2 separate regions of the Mus musculus genome follow, and region 2 is linked to region 1. A link is a contact called in public Micro-C data. All regions are on one chromosome and are shown on one strand. Each heading gives the region's core, a stretch centred on a gene start, on an enhancer-like site or on the middle of the called end of the contact. The rest is flanking DNA. Distances are from core to core; before and after follow the strand shown.

Evidence for each region. Hi-C and Micro-C count contacts between places; a contact is called where the count stands out from the background.
Region 2: a Micro-C map of granulosa cells shows a contact between it and region 1, with 2.0 times the contacts expected there. The contact joins two enhancer-like sites. A contact is called at or near these places in 6 of 484 Hi-C or Micro-C datasets (adipose-derived mesenchymal stem cells, bone marrow-derived dendritic cells, cortical neurons and 3 more).

What each region holds. Positions count from the first base shown.
Region 1 is chr9:74,906,294-74,912,277 of GRCm38.p6, reverse strand. No RefSeq gene overlaps it. Among named protein-coding and RNA genes, the nearest start is that of Gm38678, 43 kb to the right of the region's middle. Within about 2 kb of position 2,852, at least 81 of the 459 cell types and tissues checked have an H3K27ac peak or open chromatin away from gene starts, as enhancers often do. A contact at or near this core is called in granulosa cells, where this site is marked.
Region 2 is chr9:75,122,126-75,128,109 of GRCm38.p6, reverse strand. It overlaps Myo5a (myosin VA), which reads right to left. Exons shown (of 41, transcript NM_010864.2): 4 at 5,055-5,199. Among named protein-coding and RNA genes, the nearest start is that of Myo5a, 54 kb to the right of the region's middle. Within about 2 kb of position 3,594, at least 73 of the 459 cell types and tissues checked have an H3K27ac peak or open chromatin away from gene starts, as enhancers often do. A contact at or near this core is called in granulosa cells, where this site is marked.

The sequences.
Region 1 (5,984 bases), core at 1,603-4,102:
GGGACCTAAGTGACAGATTCAAAGGTTCAGTAGCCATGTAGCCTCTGGTCATAGGAGTCCTATGACTTTGGGCTGCATTTCTAACAAGCTATCAGATAAAACACAGCTGGGGAGAAGGCTGAGTAGGCAGGAAGCCGGGGGAGTGGGCAGACAGGAATGGAGTCATAAAGAAGGCAGCCAGCCTGTGGCTGAGAGGACTTGGGAATCTGGAAACAGCTCTCCTCCCCTCCAGCCTGAGGGGCTTCCTGGAGGGTACTGAGAATGGACAGACACTAGCTCTCATACAGAAGCCAGCCCTCAGCTTGTCCCGTCTGAAAGATTTCTGAGGGCTCAGCTTGTTCTTAGACCAGTGGTGAACTCCAAACATAATTCATTGCTGAAAAAATATGACTCTTTTGTTTGTTTTCCAAGACAGGGTTTCTCTGTGCGGTAGCCACAGCTTGGCCTTGAATCCCCAGAGATCCGCTTGCCTCTGTTTCCTGAGTGCTGGGATTAAAGGTGTGTACCATCACGCCCGGCTTGATTTAGACTCTTGAATAGGGTGTTTTCTGAAAGGCCTTTAACAGGCAGAGTGTGGTGGCACAGGCCTGAAACTTCAGCTAGGGGAGAGGTGGAGGCAGAAGGAGTTAAGATCTCAGGGCAGCAGCCAGGGCTACATCGAAAGAGCCAGGGCCTGGACTGGCAGAGCAGTTAGGTTCCCAACACCCAAGCCACATGGCTCACAGCCATGTTAACTCCAGCTCCAGGGGATCCAATGATCTCTTCTGGTCTCTGTTGGCATCTGCATGCCACACACACACACACACACACACACACACACACACACACACAGAGAGAGAGAGAGAGAGAGAGAGAGAGGGAGAGAAAGAGAGCACTGCGAGTTAAAAGGTCATATCATGTTGTAATCAGAATTAGTTTTATGATTATTTCTTTTGAACCAAAGCCATTCCCTGCTTTTCTCTTAAGGGTAAATACAATGACCACTAACTGGGAAGAAACTAGCATGATGTCCTAGTCCCGCACACAGGCTGAGGGAGGTTTGTGGAGATAGCATACTTGCTTGATATTTTTGTACCAAATCTGAGGGTGGTGGGTCACACCTACAATCCCAGCTACTCTGGAGGCTAGGGCTGGGAAGAGCATCTTAGTTCAGGAGTTCAAGGCCAGCCTAGGCAACACAGTGAGACCCTGTCTCAAAGGAAAAAGACAATGTTAAGTCATTATTCTTTCACTTTCTGTGGTTTGTTTGTTTTTAGATTTATTTATTTTATGTATGTGAGTACACCGTAGCTGTCTTCAGACACACCAGAAGAGGGCATCAGATCCCATTACAGATGGTTGTGAGCTACCATGTGGTTGCTGGGAATTGAACTCAGGACCTCTAGAAGAGCAGCCAGTGAGTGCTCTTAACCACTGAGCCATGTCTCTGGACCAACACTCTCTGTTTTTTGAGACAAGGTCTCATGTAGGCCAGGCTGGCCTCCAGTTCACTATGTAGCCAAGACTGGCCTTGAATTCCTGGTCCTCCTGCCTCCATCTCCTAAATGCTAGGATTATAGGCTTGTGCCACCCTGCCCCGATTCTTCACTCTGCCTTGGGAAGAAAAACCACCCTCCCCCAATTTCCAGAGATCATTTGTGTGTAGTACACCTGCTTCCGAATACGCCCATTGTACTGCAATGGGATCAATTTCCTGTTGAATTGGTTTGTCCCAGACACGTGCCAGCCAGCCTTATGACTAATGCACACCTTAAGAAGCCCTAAATAGCTGACCTGCCATTCTGGTTTTTGGTAATAGGCCTATATATATCTGGTATCTCTTCCTCATCGAGCTGAGGCAGCTGATATGGAGGTAACTTTCCTGTTCCTTTCCTACAGGGACATGAATGAGGTTAGCTGCCCCAACTCTACTTCTGTGTCAGAAACAAGTTAAAGGAAGTATCTCCAGGACTCCCAGGGGGCTGAGGATATAATAGCTCAATTGGTAGAGTATTTGCCAGCTTGCACAAAACCTCGGGTTTAGTCTCTAGAGGTGAAGGCAGGAAGGTCAATGCCATTCTTGGTCAGTTAGTGAGTTCAAGGCCAGCTTGGTTGAGAAGAGACCATTTCCTAAAACACACACACACACACACACACACACACACACACACACACACACACACACACACAGAGAGAGAGAGAGAGAGAGAGAGAGAGAGTGAGTCAGAGAGAAAGAGAGAGAGACAGAGAGACAGAGGTGTAGCAATTTTAGAGGCCAGGAGAGGGCACCGAACCCTCTGAAGCTGGAGCCACAGGAGGTTGTGAGCACCCAGATGTGGGGGAAAGAAACTGAACCCCTTTGGAAGACCAGCAAGTGCTCTTAACTCCTGAGCCATCTCTCCAGCCCTTTCGGCGGATTCTTTGAGACGAGGCTGTTCACCAAACCTGGAGCTCACGGATAGGCTGAAGTAGGTGGTTAGCAAGCAAGCCCCCAAAGAGCCTACTCTTTCTGCTTGGCCAGCCCTGGGATTTATACGCATGGGCCACCTCGTTGGCTTTTTGTGAGAGATCCAAACGCAGGTCCTCATGCTGGCAGGACAAGCACCTTGCTCACAGTCACCCCCAAGGTCACAAGCAAAGATGTTCTACAGGCGTTCAGGCACACGCACAGCGCCTGCCCGCCCGCCCGCTGGCATTGCCCTTGCCTTTTAGCTGACGTGAGTACGTCCCAAGTGTCCCTGCACCTGCCTCCACCCCCTTTATTTATTTGTTTGCTTTCGAAGCTTCGTTTGGTCGGAAGATCCTTGTGCTTGGGGACTCCGGCATTGCCCGGTTCCCTGCTCACCCTGCAGCACTCAGAGGCTGGCTGGGCTCCAGGATGAGTCAGAGGCTCGTGCCCCACACACTGGAAAACAAAGGGGGTTTCCAGCCTTTGTATTCCAAGGTGCTGAGCTTCGGTGGCGTGAGCAGGTCACTAAGGTGATGTGTATTAGATACAAGCTCACAGAACAGAGTGTTTGCTCCCTAAAACCTGGGCAAATGTTTCCAACTGGGTTCATAATAAGCTTCAGGTTCAATTAGAGGCTATTGAGGCCATGTGTGTGGCTCAGTGGCAGAGCGTGTGCTCAGCGTGTACACGGTCCTGGGTTTTGTCCCCAGCACCACCCAAAGAGGAAAGGCATTCATAGCTGTTGAAGACCTGGAGAATCCGGCCTCACCTATCTTTGTTCTCTCCCATCTGGATCTGTCACAGGTTTGTGGTCACCAGAAAGGTTGGCCCAGGAGCATACTAAGAGTAGAGTTAAGGCTGAGGGTCAAAAAGTAGACCCTAAGGCTGGGGCTGTAGCTCACAGCAGACTAGTATCTTAGCATGTGTTTCAATCTCCAGTACTAAAAAAAAAAAAAAAAAGGTTCATGAGCACACCTCCTAACACAGGCACACATACACAAATACACACACACACACACACACACACAGAGACACTCAAGCAGACACACACACAAAAGCAGACACACACAGACAAATACACACACAAAAGCAGACACACACAGACAAATACACACACACAAGCAGGTACACACAGAGACACACAAGCAGACAGACACACAAATATCTACACAGACACACACATACAGACACACACATACACACAAGCAGTTCCAAGAAGACAGAAACATAGACACAAGTAGGCAGACACACACATAAGTAGATAGTCACACACACACAAACAGACTGACAGACAGGTAAGTAGGCAGATATAGATACACACACAGACACATAGATATAAGCAGACACAAGTAGATGGACACACATACACAACAGACTGACAGGCAGGCAGACAGGCAAGCAGGCATGACACACATACACACACACACACACACACACACACACACACACAGAGAGAGAAAGAGAGAGAGCTGAGTCAAAGAAAAAGCAGGAGGACACTTGGTGATGGCTTTAAATATCCTGGTAGCTTTTGTATAGATTTCTCCCAAATTGCCATATTCTACACACAGTTACAAGTAGCCCCCTCTCTGTGTGACACAGAGTGGGATCTGTGTTTCCCAGGAGGAAGATGAATGTAGTCTCACTGAGCAGTATATGCATGCGTGACACTCTATGTGACTTAGGTGTTCATCATTTACAGAAGTCAACTCTTCTGTGTAGCACTTTTTCTTAGAGTGGCTGAGGATGAGGCTTCGTCACTAGAAACCAGGAGTAACAAGCACACCTGTAATCCTAGCTCTCAGGAGGTGGAGGCAGGAGGATCAGACATTCAAGTTCAACCTTGGCTGTATGGTGAGTTTCCCCAGCGTGGGGTAATAAGATCCTGTCTAAAAGCTTAAAATCCTAACACCTCAGAATATTTAATCTGGATACGGAGATACAACTTCCAGCTTGCAGAAAATCAGTAGAAAAAGTGCTGGACACAACCAAGTGACCTGGCATCCTTTGGGACAGGTGACCCCGTCTTCAAGGAGTCAGAACATGACTAAGAGGAGTTTAGTGGCTTGAGAAAGACATGAAGGTTTCAGGTCTATAAAAAGCAGGCACATTGTATGGTCTTATACTGGATACTACTTCCCACAATCTCACTATAAAGAGCATTTTTAGGGACAATTTGGGAAATTTTAACATTTACTGCAAATTATATAGTATCGAGGATATAAATGCACAAGTTAATTTGGTTAACTATGAAAGATGTTATTTCGACTCCAGAAACGTGTTTTTATTTTTATTTTTTAAAATGTGAACCGAGTTTAAAAACCAACTTTCTCTCCCTTTCCCTGGAATTTTCAGCCTTTAAAAGGAAGGCGACAAGACCAGGGTACGCGTGGCTGTGCTGCAGTTTTATTCTTGTTCTGGCGACCTGAAAGCAGGTGTTAATAGTCACAAGTGGGGCCAGATTCATGGGGAGAAAAGAAGAGCAAACTAAAGTGTTTGTGGACGGACACACACACACACACACACACACACACACACACACAGCTCTCCTGTGCTGCCTCTGTGAGTGGCTGAGTTCTGCTCAGTCGGCTGGCTAGTGTAGGCAGGACCTGTGTTACAGGAGGCTTCTTGCACCACAGTCTGGAGAGGCCTCTGACCCACATCCTCTCACACTCACCGGAGCTATGGCAAGGCACTCTGCAGCAAGAGACAGGCACACCCTTGTTTGCATCATGTGTTCCAGGCCTCCCAAGTTCAGGGACCCACTTCAGAGGTAGCAGGAAGCTCTGTGTTAATATTATCAGAGGACTCACCCGAGGGTGGGAGGGCAGTTGAAGTCTCTCTCTAGAGTCTTTAGTTCCTCCAGCCACACAGACCTCAGAGCTATGCCTTTAACCCCTCCGGAGAGCCTCAGGAGGGAGAATGTATAAACTTGGCCTTGACTTCTTGGATTGTGCAGTTTGGAATAAACCTTGAGATTCACAGACAGTGGCCTTGGATGTTCTCAACAGGAACCAAGAAACTACGGATGAAGTCAACTCCAAAAAGCTCATCTGTGCTTGGCTGAGGTAGAGCACACCTGAAATCCTAGCACTCACTGTGAGGCTCAGGCAGGAAGAGGCAAAATTGGAAGCCATCTCGGGCTGCCTAGTTAAGTTCCATCTTAGCTTCCATAGTGAGACTGCCTCAAACAAAACCAATACAAGCGAAAAGAAATCCCCAATCTACCCTCACATCTCCTACGTTTGAGCCGCAGACCGTCTGGGTTCTGTTCACTCAGAGAGGACTGGGTGTCCCACACTGCTAGGAAGCAGGTGAGAAATAGCTGGGTATTCCAGTGTTGCTCTGGGAGCAGGCAGGGATGCCCCTCCACCAGTTAGCAGCAGGCTGTGGATTAGGAGTGGCAGAAAGGATGTCTTTAAATAGGTTTCCGTTTCTGTTTGTTTGGTTTGAGGCTTGGTGATGGAGGTCACTCTGGGAGAAGCTTGGGACATAGCAGAGACTTTGGGCTTACATTTCGGCACCATCGCCCTTCCACTTCCATGAAGGGAAAGAACAA
Region 2 (5,984 bases), core at 2,345-4,844, 220 kb before region 1:
GATGTAAAGTAAAGTAAAGTAAGAAAGAAGGAAAGAAAGAAAAAGAAGAGATGATTGTCAGCATTCACCGCCCTTTGTTTCCTGACCTGCAGATGCAAAGTGGCTGGTGCCTAGAGTTTCTTCTGCTGGGACTCCCTGCCATGCAGGTTTATACCTTAAACTATGAGCTGAACTAGTCTCTTCCTGCCTTAAGCTACTCTTGTCACGTACCTTGTTACAGCAGTGATATAGGTAACTGACATAGGGAGGAGAGACTTAATTTACATTACAGGCCATGTTCACTTGGGTCTCTTGTTTCTGGACCTTGGTGAGTCACAGCAAGGAACATAGAGTAAAAGCAAAGCTGCTCACCTCATGCAGACAGGAAGCAGACAAAGCTGAGAAGGTGGAATGGATAAGAGAAACCCTGACATATTCCCAGCAGCTTCTTTCCTTCTAATGGTTGCATTTCCTAATGGCTTACTCAGCTTGGAACTCATCAATGGACTAAGTCCTTGGAGAAGTTAGTGCACCTGTTCTGTCTCTCGATAACACTACCAAGTCTTCTGCACACAAACCTTTGGAACCATTGTATATTCAAACTATAGCACAGGGCATACACACACGGTACCAAACCTGACTTAGCATATACTGCCTGGAGGTCACAAAGCATCTGTTCAATCAGCCTTATAAGGTAGCAGGCATTACACCAAGCCTGTTATATAAGTAGGATACTTGGCACTACATGCTACCTGAGTCACAGTTGTTAACAGAAGAGATTTCACCATCCATAAGAGTCATTTTCTACTTAGCCAACGGACGTCAGGATACTAGAGCATTCAGAAACCACATAACTAAATGAAAGAAGGGTGGCTAAGAAAGGCCTGGTAATAAATAAAGTCAGAAGTAATAAAACCGGATGACACACCTAAATGGCTGGAAGGAGAGTGCAGAGATGATGCTTCACAATGATGAAGGTGAGAGCTTGTATCAGATTCGACTTAATATTTTTCAAAGTGTTTCTGTACTTATTAGCCAATATAATTTAATAACTGGAATAATAGGGACAGACACTCTTTTCCTCTTTGCAGAAAACAACCAAAGTTAGTTTGCTTAAGGTTGGTGACTAGTATGCCAAGACAGTGAGTTGTTATAGCATACACCCCTAACTCGAGGGGTACGGGGAGGTCTATGGTAGGCTCCTCTTGCTTTGCTATGTCACTTCTTAGCATGCATGCTCTGTCCTTCACTAGGAAGAAAAAGGCCCATTCATTGATCTAATCAAACATAAAGACAACAAATACATTTCACAGAACATTGTAAGGTCAAGTTAGGCCACTTGTGAAACTGGTCCATCTTACAGTTGATAAAAGTGAAATCCATGGAGATCCTAAGTTTTAAGTTCTATGGTTAATTGGGGGAGACGCAATTAGAACACACAGTATTTTTTTTTAAACTAAACCAAGGTTAACTACACAGTACTAACTTTTTAAATAAAAAAAAAAAATCAAAGCTGTAAGTAAAACTTAGGAACATTGCCCTGTGACTCACACAGGACAGGAAATACATAAAATTAAGATAATATTACAACAAATGACTATAAGGAAACAAAACTAAATCTTGGTGGTTTAATGAAAATAATTCTGTGACTTTGGTGAAGGAAAACAATCAGGGAGCCAGTGAGACGGCTCAGCAGGCAGTCACTTGGCTTGGAACTAAGTCCATACTTAAGACTCAGATGATGGAGAAAGAATTGACTCCCACATGTTTTCCTCTGTGTGCACACACACTCACAAACACACATGCACATACATGCACACACATGTACACACACAGACAGAGTGAAAAAAATCAGTCAGGTTTAGTGTGAAAAAGGACAAGTAAGAATGTGAGAGAAGGAATACAAGCAGAAAGACAGACCTCAAACTCCATTTGCCCTTTCTCCTCTAGAAGTCAACAGGCTCATTAAATGTAAGAGGGTGCAGTATTCCACGAGAGCACTGTCCTCTAAGGAGCATGTTTAGAATGGAGATGGGGCATAGACATTTCTAACTAAAACTGGGCTATCATAATGGCCTAACAGCTAAAGCTACTTGCCACTAGGCTCCTTTCTGGCTTCTTCAGGCACTACACCAACTTGGTGCACATTCATACATGCAGATAAAATACTCATAAACATAAATAAGTCAATAAACCAAGATGTAAGCCCATCACTTTAACCCCCACCACATCCACACAACCTGCTCTTCCTATAGAACAAAGGAAACCTCATCTCTAGAAAGGAAACTGCCAACCTTCTATCTCTCAGAACAAATCCTTGTGGTCATCCTAACTCTCGCTTCTTTCTTACCCTGCATCACGTTCCCAGTCCCATCTTAAATCTATTCCCTACTCAACATCTTCTCTAATACTTTCAACTAAGTCTCTGTTCCTCATTCAAATCATTGAATAGCCTCCTACCTGTTTCATCTCCAGAGTTCTATGCTTGCTTGCTTGCTTGCTCTGTTTTGTTGCCATAAAGTTACTGTAATAGGATTTCAACCTTGTAGAAGCTACACACACTGTAAAATGAACTCCTGCTTACGCATCGCTCACACCCAGGAGCTGCCCATTTGCTCTGTTTCTCTATTTCTCCCATTCTAATATTTTCTGCAACATTTTGAGTATAGGTTGTAAACATGTGTACTTTCACAGCCTTCACAACATTTGTTAAGCTTTGTTCTTATCTATTTATAATGGTCAAAATCAGGAAAGCTAATATTGCTACAATAACACTACCAGTTTAATCAATGATCCTATTGATAGGTGATAAGCATAAGCTTCATTTACTTTTATTCTTTGTTTGTTTGTTTGTTTGTTTGTTTGTTTTTGAGACAGGGTTTCTCTGTATAGCCCTGGCTGTCTTGGAACTCACTTTGTAGACCAGGCTGGCCTCGAACTCTGAAATCCGCCTGCCTCTGCCTCCCAAGTGCTGGGATTAAAGGTGTGTGCCACCACTGCCCGGCTACTTTTATTGTTTATCAGGCTTTGTTTGTTGAGTGGAACTTGTGTCTGGTTTGCTGCTGTATCATATCCAGGACAGTGCCTGGTGTTTGGATTGTGATTAAGAAATTTCTGTCAATAATGATAAGTTATATCTCCTCTAAAGATATGAGGGGTCTGTAGGAACAGCGGTGATGTGAAACACCAAGACTCACACCCAGGAAAGCTGGCATGTTTATTTGGTAAAATAAAAGAAAGAAAGAAAGAAAGAAAGAAAGAAAGAAAGAAAGAAAGAAAGAGAGAGAGAGAGGGAGGGAGGGAGGGAGGGAGGGAGGGAGGGAGGGAGGGAGGGAGGGAGGGAGGGAGGGAGGAGTGATTCTGCAGCAGACTCCCGACTAAACCAAAGCAGACACACTCTGGTGGCTGTAGCAGATTTTATGGGTACAGACTTATTAATATGTGATAAACATTCTAACTAACTGAAACATATTTCAAGCTTTCTACAAAAGAAAACTAGGCAAAGGGGGAACACCAAACCAAACAACCTTGAGTTAAGAAATGACACTGGCTGACTCACGGGGATATCATGTGGGATAAAGAGAGTGCCAGGAAAGCAGTTGAATCTCCTGACATTTGAGTGTTGCCACGGCAATGATGAAAACCACGCTTTCAGACTTGAGATCAGCACTGAGGCTGAGACTGTGTTACATGCACGAGGCTCTTGCTCTGACCCTTTGAGCCAAAGGAAGTATTTTCTGAGGATTGTAAAGTTCTTTAAGTATAAAACTTTTCAGAGATCAAATTCAGAGTCTAGCAGTCCGTGGGATTCCCTCACTGACTAGTGTGACTCAGGCCGTCCTGAGTGGTGCCAGCATTGCACTGCAATGCTCTGAAACTAGAAAAATCAAGTACTGGTAGATTCTGTTCAGCTGAAGGAAAATGTATTCACAGATGGAATTTTCTAAACATTAAGCTTTAAACTTTGGATATTCATTACTGTTTTATAGTAGTACTGAGCATACTATAACATATACTGCTAATTCACTGCCATTTTATACTTAATATGCTAATATTTTATACTTAATATGCTAATATTTGACTAACTGAATTTGAACAATGATCTTCCTATTGATAAGACCTTAGAAAAATTATAGAACTTCCCTAAGCCTCAGTTTTACCAACTGCAATACAGTTTATAACAACACAAATTCAAAAAGTTATGAAGATAAATTTTGTTAATAAATCAAAAATAGCTAATCAACAACTTGTGAGGAGATAGCACATGGTTAACTCTGGTACTTATTATAAGTACTATTATTATTAAAAGGGTATAATGACTTCTATGGGTACTTTAGTTGAAATAATTATAAAATTCTATCACACTTTGGTCCAAAAATGTGTACTGGTTGCAAAAGAGAAAATAAAAGCCTCTACAGCATCTATTTTATATTTTCTATTTTATAGACTGTTTTCAGGATTTCCCACATCATATTATGCCAATTTCCTCCCTGTAAGCCTAAGAAACTAGTTTTGTTTTGTTTTTTTTCCAGTGCACTCACCCTTTCACATTATATGATATCATTTATTATTCAGGGCATAATTTTATCTTGAAAGTGCTCTATTTTCCATTCTTTGCCCTCAAACTGTTAAAGCTCTGTGGGTGATATGAGACACACTCTGCAGAGGTATACACAAATAACTGATGTTCTGTTTTATATTTTTCATTGCTATCATACAGATTACTAGTCCTTTTAGTTTGTCTGTTACTGTGCTGAGTGACACTAGGGAAGTTATTTAATGCTATACAACTAAACTTTAACTCTCTCACCTATAAAACACAATATCTGTCCTTGCTTAGTCACAAGAACATGATGAGATTCCAAAGGCAATTTTTAAACAAACTATATAATCGGTTTATAAATGTGAGATTTTAATATTTAATTGAATAGTTCAGACACTTTGATATAAATTGGTCAAAGATACTTGTAACTATTTACAAGTTCTTTTCTCTTTAAATTATCCATGACACAGCAAAGAATAAAACTATCTTATCTAACAAGAGCCATGCAATGACAATACACGTTCCTACCAACCTTGCCATTTGCTTGTAAGCCTCTTCAGCTACTGCGAAGATGTGAGGATCCATGTCACCCATGTTCTGGCCACTGTAGGCATTAATAATATCTTCTCCATAAATAGGCAGCTGCTCATAGGGATTTATAGCTACCAGAACTATTCCTGAGAGAGGAGGATGAGAAAGAAAATGACATCAATCATCTCCTACAGGGCACATTGTTTCAGCTTGGTTCACATTAAACTAATCAATTACTCAAAGGTCAAAATACACCACAGTCTTAGGTATTCTAAATTATTGTACATAGTCCTAACTGATCTGGACTAGACTCTTTAAAATAATGTGACTTAGCCAGGGGTAGAGCACTTGTCAATCATTTGTAAAGCTCTGGGTTTGATCGCCATGTGGCAAAAAAGAAACAATGTTTTAAATAACTTAAACATTTTTATATTCAGTTTAAAAAAATGGGGGTTTAAGAGAGGGCTCAGGGGTAAGGAGCACTTGCTGATCTTGCAGAGAATTTAGGTTCAGTTCCCAGCACCCATGTTGGGCAGCTCACCACTGCCTGGAACTACAACTCCGAGGAATCTTCTAGACCATCTTCTAGACTTTGTGAGTACCCACAGGCATGTATATACAATCCCCCCACCCCAATAAAAATAAAAAATTCAAAAGCTCATTTCTAAAAATTTATCCAATGAAATAATTAGAGATTCATCTGAAGGATTTTCTTTTAGAAAGATATCACAATGGTCGTCATATAGAAAACAGAAACAAAATATATACTAAAATCATTGTGATTCTACTTAAGCATCGTGCCACATTGCAAAATACATGCTTTTAAAGAATATTAGATGTAAAAGAAAGTAGAGACAAGTGGAGGATCAGAAGTTCAAAGTCATTCTCAGATACAGAATGAGACAGTCAGAACTACATGAGAGGGCTGGAG